2 separate regions of the Bombyx mori genome follow, and region 2 is linked to region 1. Evidence: chromatin contacts called from public Hi-C data. All regions are on one chromosome and are shown on one strand. Each heading gives the region's core, a stretch centred on a gene start, on an enhancer-like site or on the middle of the called end of the contact. The rest is flanking DNA. Distances are from core to core; before and after follow the strand shown. Region 1 overlaps LOC101744685 (RNA helicase Mov10l1). Region 2 overlaps LOC101742043 (alpha-mannosidase 2).

Region 1 (7,200 bases), core at 4,025-6,524:
TTAGGATTGTAACTTCTAACAAATGCTAGACGTTACAACGATTTATATTGATGTTATCAGGAATGTTTGGCATCACATGTGCTAAGCACATTAGGGAATATCTTTACATTTAATACCACAATATAATTACCATATATAATACTGTTTCAAAGACTTAATATACTTTAAATAGACAGAGATAATTGATTAATAGGTACATATATATGAGACCATTCAACTTACAGAGTTACTCTAACACAGATTAATATTTTAATTTACTACGATAATCTAATTTGGATAATATTTCTATCAAAATCAAGTAGGTAAAAATAAAGTTTTTATCAAAAGGCAGATAGTTAATACAATTTTGAGATCTTTGTTTCTAAAAAATATATTTTATCAAAGCACCGCTTGCTCAGATATGTTAAAATGAGCACCTAAAATAAATAAAAAATAGTTTGTTACTCTCTGTTAACAGAGAATACTGTTTAATACTATAATGTCTTCGAATATTTGATGCTTCTAATACTGATAAATTAAATTTTACTGTTTATACGTAAGTCACTTCAGAAATATTAACCTAAAAACGAAATAAGGTGAGAGAGAGAGAGAGATGACAAACAGTAGTTTTTTTTTATAACAATTTTATAATTAGACTTAAAGAACAAACACAATTAACAGTTCTCATCAATTTCTGCACATAATAAACCAATAGTTTTTAATTATCAAGTATAATTTAACAATTTAGAAGATATAGGTAGGTATAGCCCAGGCAAAGATTAGTCCACAGATTGAACACTTAATATTTAAGGGCTCGTCGGAATGTGGACGCCAACGTAGAAAAAGCCGCAGTTTTTCAGAGTGAGCCTGAATGCGCATTTTATTTTTGGTAATTAAAAAGTAATGGTATGCGCATGAGTTGACTTACATTTTGGTATACAGCATGGCAACATTTTTCATAAAATAAATTTTTTAACGACATTGCAAGTTTCTCAAACTCTTATAAATGTAGCGAATGGTTTGAAACGATCTATCACACAATTTAACATTCTAATATCGAAATCTAACACGAAATCACAAACACAGTTATTTAATGATTATTGAAATTCTAATTCTATAAATTTGATTATTAATATTATTTGATTGATTTTATTATTATATCTCGATAAAAGAATTAAAACATTTCCATCGATAATTATAATTAGTAATAAAAGCTGTCATGTATTTAAAACTTAAATAGTAGATAGGCGGATTGCTCCACAGCGGCCCTCTCTTAACCAGGATTTTTAACTTTGGTTCCAGTATATTTTGTAAATAGTAACTATTAGTGTTTCTAGCCTTCAAATATTTAAACTTAGTCTAATTTTAACTTTGGGATTCGATTAACATAATAATATGACTATTGGCTCGCTTGTGGTTTGAGATAATTACAAAATAATTTGAACACATCATTTGAACATAATCTCTCGACAATACCGTATCACGTTTTGAGACATCACGATTACTTTAAAATCGATTCTTCCAATTAATTCGGCATCACATTTCTATAATTACCGATTTCTAAACCCTTATATTGTCACCATTAGCCTTCTTCGAATATTTTCCATCCTTACAATTCTATAATAATATAATTAAAATTTAAAATAAAGCAATTGCCGGTCTTATATAGCGGTGGGTCGTCAGTTAAAAGAAAATGAGGTAGTAAGGATTATATTAAAAAGCCTCAGTTGATACAGAGAGACACAGTAGGAGTGTTTCTGAAAATTTATGGAAATTAATCGATCAATTAAAATATCGTGCTGCTTGTTGAAGTCTAACGCTTCACAAGAAAAGTGTATACACAGCTCGGGCATTCATTATACTGAACAGGCATTACAGCCGCCATTTAAATAGTTAAACCACCGATCTAACTTACGGATTCATTTATTTTGGGTTATCTTGGAGTTATTGGTAATATTGGGCTCACGTAACCGAGAATTTAACGTTACGTCATGAGTGCGTGAACAAAGGAGGACACTATAAAGTCGACTGTCTCTCTCTAGGGCCTGATGTGCGTAACTTGTCGATGGCGAACTCTAAGAGGGATTGCTGTCTAACATTAATACTAATAAACGAGCTAAAACTCACAAACTAATGAGCGTATTGAGATTCATCAGATACAATATTTTTCTACTAATTGGAACATATTTTATTTATTAGTAGTTATATAATTAAGAACGTCGTACAAACGCTACGAAAAAATATATAATATATATATATAAAAATGTATAAAAAAAATGATTAACGTTATCGTCAAATAAAAAAAATAAAAATGTTGTGCCTTTTAAAAAAAAAAGATGTTTTGTAAAACATCCGTCTATTCTTGTTTTGAAACCTCAATGTGTCTGAAAAGCGGCAGGATCTCATCGACCTTTCGGTCCAGTTCGTCGGTTTCAATGTTGTCACTGTCAAAACCAAAATAGGTGCCAAGTTCGCGGCACATCTGCATGTAGAGTTGCCACTTCTTGTCCTTCCGGAGACACAAGGGGTTGCCAATAATGATAAGTTTGGCTTTCGCACGTGTCAGCGCCACATTGAAACGCTGCGGAGTGCAAATACAGTTGAGTCAGGAACGCTTCCGCTTAATAACATTACAATGCTATAAACTTAGATCGATGTACTAAAAGCGATGCAAGTAAAATACAAATGGTACTGGTGGTAGGACCACTTGTGAGTCTACGCGGATAGGTACCACCGCCCTGCCCATTTCTGCCGTGAAGCAGTAATGCGTTTCGGTTTGAAGGGTGAGGCAGCCGTTGTAACTATACTGAGACTTTAGAGCTTGTATCTCAAGGTGGGTGGCGCGTCTACGTTGTAGATGTCTATGGGCTCCAGTAACCACTTAACACCAGGTGGGCTGTGAGCTCGTCCACCCATCTAAGCAATAAAAAAAAACAAATGTCAAAGTTCAATAAGCTTTACCTTATCATCAACCAGGAAGCCGAGCTGGAACTTGGCGTCGTGCGCGAGGAGGTCGTTGTTGGCTCGAACCGTGGACACGACGATGACGCGCTTTTCCTTCCCTTGGAACGACTCGACTGTGCCGACTTCAATTTTTTCGTAATTATTGCTCGAGAGCCATTTCTTGATGTGATAGGCCTGAGAGAAAATGTTTGATCTATACTAATGTATAAATCTACAGTGGTTTTTACGGATGTTCTATTATAACTACTAAACCATTCATCCGATTGATTTGAAACTTGGTATCCATGTAGAAAATACATGTACTTAATGGATAGGCTAATATTTATATGAGTATTGGACTCCCTACACCAGTTGCGGGGGGCGTTAATGATGAGAATCTTCGTGGGGGTGAGAAATAATAATGTTAATTTTAAATGCCCAGCGAAACGGACGGGTACATCTAGTGTATTATAAAGTTGGTTACTGGAGTTCCGTCACACAAGGGGCCCGACTCGCAGTTGTTTACTGCTCCGTAAATTAACGTAAAAGTACGAAGCAATTTGCATTATTTATTTAGAGACAATAACACGAACCAGTGCGACTTAATAGGATTAATGTTATTAAGTTATCTGATTCTTTGCATTTTCATTGATAATCTCGTAACAATGAATGCTGTTTTCTATCTTAATAATCTGACAATAAACATTATAAATACGTTATATTTTAAGACATCAAACATACTTGTCGGATGTACGGAGTGATGACGCCGATATCTTCCAGTTGGATTCTATGATCGTTCACGAGAAACGTTATGTACATCTGGACGATTTCTAACTCAGAGTTATTGTAGAAGCTGAAACAAAAAAAAAATGAAGTATCCGATACAGCCATTACATATAAACTTAAACTTTATTACATATGTTTGGTTTTGTTAGAGATTTGGTCTAAAAACGTCTATTTATATAATGTTTTGAATCAAATAAATAATTAAAACATTTTAATCGTGATGCTACGATGATTAAGTGGTACCTTTATTTTTTGCAGATAAGAAATATCAGCGCAAAGCAGGTTTTTTCTTTTTTTATTACTTAGATGGGTAAACGAGCTCACGGCCCACCTGGTGCCAAGTGGTTACCAGAGCCCATAAATCTTAGTTTTACGGTACAACGGCTGCGCCAGTCTTCAAACCGAAACACATACCTAGCTATTGGCACGGCAGATATAGGCAGGGTGGTTGTACGTACCCGACGCGAGCTCACAAGTCGCCCTGCCACCACTAATTATGCAAGTTACAATGTTTCGTCACCATCCGTAAACGGCCGTCTGGTGTAGTGGCAAGTGACATGGTTACTACACAAGGGGGTCGCGGGTTCAAATCCCGCCAAGGGAAGATATTTGTATGATAAATATAAAATGTCTTTTCCAGGGTTATGGATGTATATTATGTATACGTATGTGCATAATAAAGATCTTATATTTATTTCCGTTATCTGGTACCTGTAACACAAGTTCTTTACGAACTTAGCACGGGACCAGTTAACGTGACGTGATCGTTAGTGTAAATATTTATTATTATTTATTTATTATTTATTATTATCCGCCTTTCTGTTACGAGAGCGAGACGACTGTTATACAATACAAGCCCACTGAGTTTCTCGCCGGATCTTCTCAGTGGGTCGCGTTTCCGATTCGGTGGTAGATTCTGAGAAGTACGGCTCTTGCCAGGGCCAGTGTTAGCAACACTTCCGGTTTGAGTCCCGTGAGCTCACCTACACGTTAGGTTGAAGCTGAAATAGCCTCTCAAGGCTAATAAGCAGCTTAGTTAGAAAAAAAAAAACAATACAACTGTGCATTCGAGCTAGTGTCTCTGGCGATGGCATACATATCGACCCTTGAAAGGCAAACTGATAGGCAATAACCATATTCGATGCAAAAAATATATATTTCTAGTTCTATTAAAATCATTTCAATCATACAACTAGATTCGTTAAAATAGATTTTTTTTCAGGTATTTCAACTTTAAATTAGTCTACTGTAAAGTTCATGCATTGTCGCTTAGTCATGTTTGCCTTTGAAGTGTCGATATGTATGGTGTTTACAGTCCTCTGAAACCACGAAACGAGACACCGAGCGCCCAACTACTACTTTTTTTATTTAGTTTTTTTAATATTTTATCCTGGACCACGACAAGTAACGATATCAGCAGTGTCTAACATCATAAGTCAACTAACCTCGGTGACATGCCAACTTTCTGTTCCTTAGACAGGACCCCGTGGAACATAATAGCGCGACTGGATGGTTTCTCGCCGGATAAATCGGTCTTGCTTATCGGATCTTCACTAGCATGAGCCTGCAGAGAGACGGTATTGTTTTAAGTTGCATATTGCATCGCTCGTGGACCTCAATGTTAGGGGCAGACCCACACCGCTGCCTGTGGCTGAATACTCCCCGTTTCGTTTGCTGAAGGACATGTTCTAGTTCATTCCAAAGCCGGTAATTGGCAAATGAGATCTCTGAAAAGGCATTGTGGATGAACGTAGTGGTTTTAAATGGTATACATAGAACGGAGATGCGTCGAGGAATATTCTTGAGGAATTGCCTCACTTTACAGCATTTTCATAAATTAATTTTACCAGTCTGGAGACATCCGTTTTTCGTGTTGATATTATTTAGAAACAGCTTATTTCGGGTCAAGATATAATGAAATTTATTCATATTTTAGCTGTCGTTTACCTGATATTAAGTTTGATCATAAATTGTCGGGGAGACCAAAGCTGCGAATTGTATAGCTTTTTTAAGTTTTGTTCATTTAATATTTAATGGCGTCTATATAGGTGGATTTCCTCGGTCATTTGAGACGGGAGGTCTGTTGTATCGCAATAACGGTTATCCTAGTCTCGAACGAGAAATTATGATTTCTTAGTTGTTTACTGTTTGTTGCGGCAAAAGTAGGCCGAGCGTAGCATTAAGTTGTAAGGTTGATTTAGTTCGATAAAGGCTCCCCTTAAACCTCGTTCGAATGCCAAAGCTATGTACATTAATACGGGTTTACAGAGTGCATATACCATTTAGATTGCAATGCAGATTAGATCTAGGCACTACTTGTACGATTTAGCTGATATGAGGCCTATAAAATCAAAGGCAGCTAAATCCAAGTTTGTCAAATATTCAGGTAAACTACAAAAATCAGCCCTAAACCCGTCATTACGGATCCTCCCGATCCATCGAAGTACTGCTCTTGCTAGGGCCAGTGTTAGCAACACGCTGAAATAACTTTGTTCGGATAGCTACGATATTCTTTATTTTAAAGCAGATTTATAAAGAATGAGAATATTCCTAATAATCTGAATTTTAAATGATAAAACTTCGTTTATTAGTACTCAGTACTGAGTAAAAATAAAATTGTTGAACTGAATTTGTTAGAGATTTAGCCGCATTTGTTATAACATAAAAACACTAAAGGGTGTCCAACTAACTAAAAAAGATAGCGCCATTGTTAATCCATTTTACGACATTATGGCGTTTAGCTGCCTTTGATTTTATAGGCCTCATATGTACTGTAATGATTATAATTTGTTATGTGCAAATTAAAAAAAAAAACGTATCTATAAACTCACTCTGAGCTGTCCCTTGTAGAACAACTCGTTAGGGATGTGCAGTATGTCCGGATCAGATCTGAAGTTATTGCGCAGCAGCATTATATAGTTGCAGTCGTTCTTCACGTCGTTGTACTGAGGAAACGTTTTCATCAAACGTTCCATGAGCGATAGACCTGCAATAAAACGTTTTATTATACGTTTAAAAGAGGCAGTTGAACATTCATCACAATCTGCGAGAATAACTTGAACTTGGCGAACGTTTTTGTTCTAAATGACGTCACAACTCGTGACGTTGCGTTCAGTCGATTCCTGTAATGTTTTCTTGTCGATATTTTGAGTCATGATGGTTGTTTGATATTATGAATGTGTACCTTCTTTTATTCTGTTTCGTTCGGATGTAAGATTTTTTAATTTTTTTTTATTGCTTAGATGATGTACGAGCTCACAGCCCACCTGCTGTTAAGCGGTTACTGGAGCTCAGACATTTACAACGTAAATGCGCAACCCACCTTGAGATATAAGTTCTAAGATCTCAAGTATACCCAGAACCGTTTTTGTGTAAAAATAAGGCAGTATCGAAAGTAAAACTTTAAAAAGATCGGTAGTAAGTCGAAGTCAATGACCGCATCCTCCAACTAGCTTTAATTTCGATTGCGGCTTCACTTAGTAAGAACTTCCC
Region 2 (6,365 bases), core at 892-3,391, 50 kb before region 1:
CGACGAAATACCCTCCAGGATCACGATTGCCTTGGACGTGGTGTCTCCTTCCAGGCGCCTCGTGCTTTACAACGCGCTGGCGTTCAGAAGACAAGAAATATTAACAGTGCTAGTGTCAACCCCGCACGTTGAAGTTAGTAAGAAACCAATATCGGGGTATTAAAGATTATTTGGGTTAAGCGACATTTTTGCAAACTTAATGGAGAGCCATTTAAAGTTTAAAATTTGAAAAAAATATCATAACTTTAATTTTGGAAATTGGAAATTCAAATTTGGAAAAATAATCTTCTTCGGCTATTTCAATAGAGTAAACTTAATTGAAACTCAATTAAAAACATCGAACCGTTGATGCTAATCACTACATAGTATAAAACAAAGTCGCTTTCTCTGTCCCTATATCCTTATGTATGTACGCAACGGATTTTGATGCGGTTTTTTTTTATTAGATAGAGTGATTGAAGAGAAAGGTTTATATGTATAATAACATCCATTAAATAGTGGAGAAATCAATAATAAATTACAGTTTCCGAAGCGAAGCGAGAGCGGGTCGCTAGTACGAAATAAAACGCACTTTTAAGTACAAAAATAAATGTCGCTTAAACCAAATAGCTTTTCACACCTCGATAAGTAGAGTGAAGCTTCATATAAAAGATTGTGAGAACAAAGATTACGGATAACAATATTATTATCTCTAAAAAGTCCTGCCAGAATACAAGTTTTTTTTTGTTTTTTAAATGGGTGAAATAGCTCTCCGTCCAAATGTGGTTACAGGAGTCCACAAATACCATCAAAATAAATGCCGCCACCCACCTTGAGACATGAGCTTTAAGTCTCCTTTTTCTACAGTGGCTGCCTCACGCTTCAAACTGGAACGCATTACTGCTTCGCGGCAGAAAACGTGTTATACAACCAAATGCGGGTACTTGAAAATCAGTTATATTTTTAGGTTTTTGATCCAGAGGGTGAACCGATAATGGCACAAGTATCCCCCGTGGTGGCAGGGGAGAGGCGTCTGGGTCTCGCCAACAATAAGTACCAGCTGTCCTTCCCGGTCACCATCGGACCTCTCGCTTTAACCGTCTATTCGGTGTCACTGAGGGACGCGATGAGTATCAACAAGTGAGTTTTCATTTTTTTGAAGTGAAACTTCTGATGCGACTTCCAACACAGTTGCGTTAAACGTATAACGCTACCATGGAATAGAAAGAGACAGAGCGAGAGTGAATGCGTGGCACTCGAACGCACGCGCGTTGTACACCTGTTACAGGCCAGCGTGAGTGTTAGCAACGAGTAGCGTCCTATATTTTTAAGAAGTATTTAAAAATATATATATATTTATTTTTCTATCTATAATTTAAAAAATATATAATATAAATGTTGAAGATGTCGCATCTCTTATATCTCTTCTCTATTACAAGAGCAATCTGATTTAATGATGAAAAATGAAGAAAAACAAAAAAAGTTTCACCGCAAAAGAAGATTCACTTCATTCACGTTCACCAAGTTGCACGTGCGGATTTTTTAATAATGTACAGACGAACTCCATACCATCTAGTTCCATAACGATTATTTGATCGCGTAGACAATACAGTGAATGTTGGCTATCTTTAGCCACATGTTGCATGGAGAGTGCTTCAAGGAATTGTTCCTTATTCCCATCGCAGTCTCCGCAACCGGAGAAGAGATCTCTGCGTTCACAGACTGTTCTTATTGAACATCCATGATTTTTCCAGCAGACTGGCAACGATTTTGCTCGGACACACGACAATGTTGATGTCTGTAAACCACAGTCACTATCTACCATTAGCCGGAGTGTATACGGCTAACTAGACAACTAGGCAGCGGCTTGGCTCTGCCCCTTGCATTGCTGACGTCCATGAGCGACGGTAACCACTTACCATCAGGTGGGCCGTATGCTCATCTGCCTACAAAGACAATAAAAATAATAATAATAATAGGCAAGCGAAGGTGTATTAATATGCCAACAATTTTGTATCCACAGGTACACGTCATTCTCTCACGTCCGTATATACAACGCGGACTACTGGAGCGTGGTTCTACCGAAGATATTCCCGATCGAGCAGCCGTCGGCGCGACTCAACGAGGACGTGAGCTTCCAGGCGGGGAACAGCACCAGGGTCGTCACCAACATGAACGGGCTCGTCAAAACCATTGTGTCGAGGGACGGAGTGGCCACACCCGTGCACATGGACTTCGTGCAGTGAGTGTCGGCGGAGAGAGAGAGAGAGAGAGAGAGATAGAGATAGAGAGACAAAGAGAGAGAGAGAGAGAGAGAGTATTCTTTATTGTACACCAACAAAAGAAACAATGCGAAACATTAGGGAGGACACACAAGCACAGGAGCAATGTAATGCGATTAAAGCTTGAGGGGCGCGGGGGGTGGCTGCCGACTTAGTTTTTGTTGTTGCATAATACTGATTAATGTGGACTAGGGGTCCCGCAGTAGTCGAAATTCGACTATAATTAATTGAAATTATAAGTTTGAACATTATTATGGTTCTATTGTCAAACACTATTATGTTTCTTTAATAAAATCACAGATTTCGCCAATACCACACTATAGATAAATAATATTAAAGACATACAATATGAATCTATTGTCAATTTGACCACAGAATTTAAACAACAAAAAAGCTTTGACATTTGACAATAAACAAAGAGTATATTTATATGTATGTGTTGTGTCAAATACATGGTAGTGTGTTTAATATTTTTTTATTGATTTTATGTATAATTAAAAAAAAAGGTTAGCGTTCTTCACCCCTTCTCTATATTCTCTATAAGTGTGGAAATTTCACACTCCTCCGTCCGCGCATAGTTCGTAAAAAGGGGTACAAAGTTTTTGCTTCACGTATTAAAATATAGATGCAGTACCCATCCACCTTGAGACATGAGGTCGAAGCCTTCATTGTACAGTAAAAGGACTGCTCTACCCTCTAAACCGAAATGCATGTTTGCTTCGCGGTAGAAATAAGCGAGATAGTGACGTCTACCCATGCGGGCTTCCAACGCGTCACTCAACCAGTACAAGTGATATCTAAATTGATTGACGTTTGTTAACCTTTAGAGCGCGACCCGTCGATAGATCGACGCTCTGTTAATGCGTATCAAGTGAGGACCTTAGGATTATTAATTAGTTAATAATATTTATAAATAACCATTTCAAATTATTTTGCTGTGAATTTAGAGCATTGATTGAATTAAGATTCTGTGTATGAAGATAATTTTCTTTTCAAAAATTCCTAAAGAATTTCTGTAAAATATGTGAAAATAAGCACAGCACTAAAATGATTCAGCTCACGACAACGGATTCTCTATATGACAATTAATTGTTACTTGTACTTTTATTTATTTATAAATATTTGTTTAAACCGTAATAATTCACTTTAAGTGTATACATTTTTTGTGATCATGGTCTTGTTGTGACAGAAGTGTGAAAGTAGCCTCGGTAATCAACAAAGCGGACGGTTAGCGTGGTATAGACATATTGTGATGCGTAGAGAGAAGATGCGTGTGACTAGGAGACGTATGGACTTTTTTTTTATCGCTTAGATGGGTGGACGAGCTCATAGCTCACCTGGTTGGTTAAGTGGTTACTGGAGCCCATAGACAACGTAAATGCGCCACCCACCTTGAGATATAAGTCCTAAGGTCTCAGTATAGTTACAACGGCTGCCCCACCCTTCAAACCGAAACGCATTACTGCTTCACGGCAGAAATAGACAGGGCGGTGGTACCTACCCGTGCGTACTCACAAGAGGTCCTACCACCAGTAATTACGCAAATTGTAATTTTGCAGGTTTGGTTTTTATTACAAGATGTTATTCCTTCACCGTGAAAGTCGATCGTGAACAGTTGTTGAGTACATATTTCGTTAGAAAAATTTGGTATCCGCCTGGGATTCGAACACCGGTGCATCGCTCAACACGAATGCACCGGACGTCTTATCCTTTAGGCCACGACGACGTTGGTAGTGCAAGGTAGAGGGGGAAGAGGTCGACCCAAGAAGACTTCGCTGAAGTGTGTGAATGACGATGTGAGAGAGAGAGGAATGAGTGTTGAGATGACGGGTGATAGAAGAGAATGGAAAAGAAAAATTAGCCGTGCCGACCCCACCTGGAGAAGGTGGAGAAAAAGAAAAAGAAGTTTTGTTGTGACTTCTCAATTTGCTGATGCTCTCACTGCAGGTACGACACGCAGAAGGGGCGGGACAACAACAGCGGAGCCTACCTGTTCATACCGAGCGGGCCCGCCAAGGACTTCAAGTCGGATCCGTACCCCGAGATCGTGGTCACCGAAGGCATACACAAGTCCACGCTCTACGCCGCCCTCGTCGGACCCAAAACCGCAGAAATTATACTCTCTGTAAATATAAAATTGCGAATATTTATTTATTTATAACTTTATTTACTAGACTGTATAAAGGCGGACTTAATGCCATAGGGCATTCTCTGACAGTCTACCTTAGGGGGGTGCAGAGATGAACCTTGGTAGGAGTAGTGTGATAGTGATATTAATTAAACATATGTGTATATATAACATACATAATATTTATAGATACAAATACTCGTACTTAAATAAATAAACCTTGAAATATGAGTTCTAAGGTCTCAGTATAATTACAACGGCTGCCCCGCTCTTCAAACCGAAACGCATCACTGCTTCAGGGCAGAAATAGGCAGTCCTGCCACCAGTAATTACGCTAATTATAATTTTGCGAGTTTCGTTTTTATTACACGATGTTATTCCTTCACCGTGGAAGTCAATCGTAAACATTTTTTGTTACACTATTTTTAATTCAAATTTATTAAAATTTATTTTCTATTTTTTAGTTGGATTTTTTATAAAAGCGTATTTTGTTAGTATTTTTAAACTACATGTTATTTTTTTTTTCAATTTTTAATATTGAATTGTCATCGGACCTTAATAAGTATACCAAATTTCGAGTTAATCCGACGTTTTGAAGGGGGTCAAAATCATGTTTAAAGATTCCGTTGCATACTAACATACATACGTCTGAAGCTAGTAAAAGCGTATTAAAAAGTTAGTGCCATATAGTGCGTTTCGCTCTGCAGGTGACGGTGTACAACAACCCGTCGCTTCCGCACGCCGAGCTGGAGGTCAGCAGCGCGCTGCTCATCGACCCGCAGGTGGACGACCTGGAGCTGGCGCTGCGGCTATCCACTAGCGTCCGGAACGGAGACGTCTTCTACACAGACTTAAATGGGATGCAGGTTTGTAGAACGACCGCATAAGCTTTCAGAGCGTACTAGTGGCAGTTAACATATTGTTACGCGCTGGGGTTCGGGATCAATAAAATTTCGCCAAAGTACAACTAAAAACTGTATTCAACACTTAGAACACTTTAAAACTCTCAATTCGCTTCTTCCGCTTCGCTTCAGGTGATCCGTTCGCTGTTTCGCTTCGAGTAATTCCGATCCCCTGCAACGCTTTTATAGCCGATACCACATCCCTAGAATTATCGAGAATGTTCCACACATCTCTAGTATTGTGTTTCCGCTATCTAACAATAGATGGCGTTGTACTTGTCGAGCGTTCTAGATGCTACTGGATCCTTCGATATTCGTTCGACTATTCGACGATAGATGGCGTTACTCTTACCAGCGTAACAATATTGTAAGGCCACACGCACATTTACAGCTCATTTCTGTCGCAAAACAGTCGGACGTTTCGCATTGAACGGTGACACAGTCTATACAAATGAAATTCCTTAAACATTTAAGTTCTGTACTGGTTGAAACCCAAGATTGACCAGAACGTAAAATATGCACAGATAATTATTTTTGCGAAATAATTTTTAAATGTTTTATAACTCAACAATACATTGATTGAAGTACGGCGGCTGTCAACATTTGTGTCATTATACATTAAAGAGAACATAAAATTCAATTTTATAATTTGTCAGCTACGTTTCCTGAGTTTATTTGAATTTAATTTTCGATTGTCTCATTTTAAATTATTAGAATATATAAGTTAATACTATTTTGTATAACATTTCGGTTTAAATAATTATACCTAATTAGTTTTTTTTAAACGAAATGTTGTAGTAAACTGAAACCTCAAAGCTATATAACGTTTCGTGGCAGATGATAAAACGTCGTTACTTCGAGAAGATTCCGCTGCAGGCGAACTTTTATCCGCTGCCCGCCGCCGCCTACATCGAGGACGAGAACATCAGGTTCACGGTGCTCACTTCCACTCCGTTAGGAATGGCTGCCTTACAGCCGGGACAAATTGAGGTAACCGGAATATTTCAATCCCTTTATAAGTCTATGGCATTCCCACTATACGCTTCACTTTCCCCCCTTTGCCTTTTCACGAGT

Evidence for each region. Hi-C and Micro-C count contacts between places; a contact is called where the count stands out from the background.
Region 2: a contact with region 1 is called in a Hi-C map of whole pupa, with 2.8 times the contacts expected there. The contact joins two enhancer-like sites. A contact is called at or near these places in 2 of 7 Hi-C or Micro-C datasets (both in whole pupa).

Annotation. Positions count from the first base shown.
Region 1 is chr25:8,805,360-8,812,559 of ASM3026992v2, reverse strand. It overlaps LOC101744685 (RNA helicase Mov10l1), which reads right to left. Exons shown (of 20, transcript XM_012689512.4): 16 at 6,540-6,694; 17 at 5,154-5,272; 18 at 3,664-3,775; 19 at 2,941-3,117; 20 at 1-2,560. The coding sequence ends at 2,336. Among protein-coding and RNA genes, the nearest start is that of LOC101744539, 11 kb to the left of the region's middle. Within about 2 kb of position 5,274, at least 1 of the 8 cell types and tissues checked has open chromatin away from gene starts, as enhancers often do.
Region 2 is chr25:8,852,842-8,859,206 of ASM3026992v2, reverse strand. It overlaps LOC101742043 (alpha-mannosidase 2), which reads left to right. Exons shown (of 21, transcript XM_004921845.5): 12 at 1-133; 13 at 947-1,119; 14 at 2,003-2,221; 15 at 4,209-4,386; 16 at 5,097-5,255; 17 at 6,129-6,281. Among protein-coding and RNA genes, the nearest start is that of LOC101742043, 13 kb to the left of the region's middle. Within about 2 kb of position 2,141, at least 1 of the 8 cell types and tissues checked has open chromatin away from gene starts, as enhancers often do.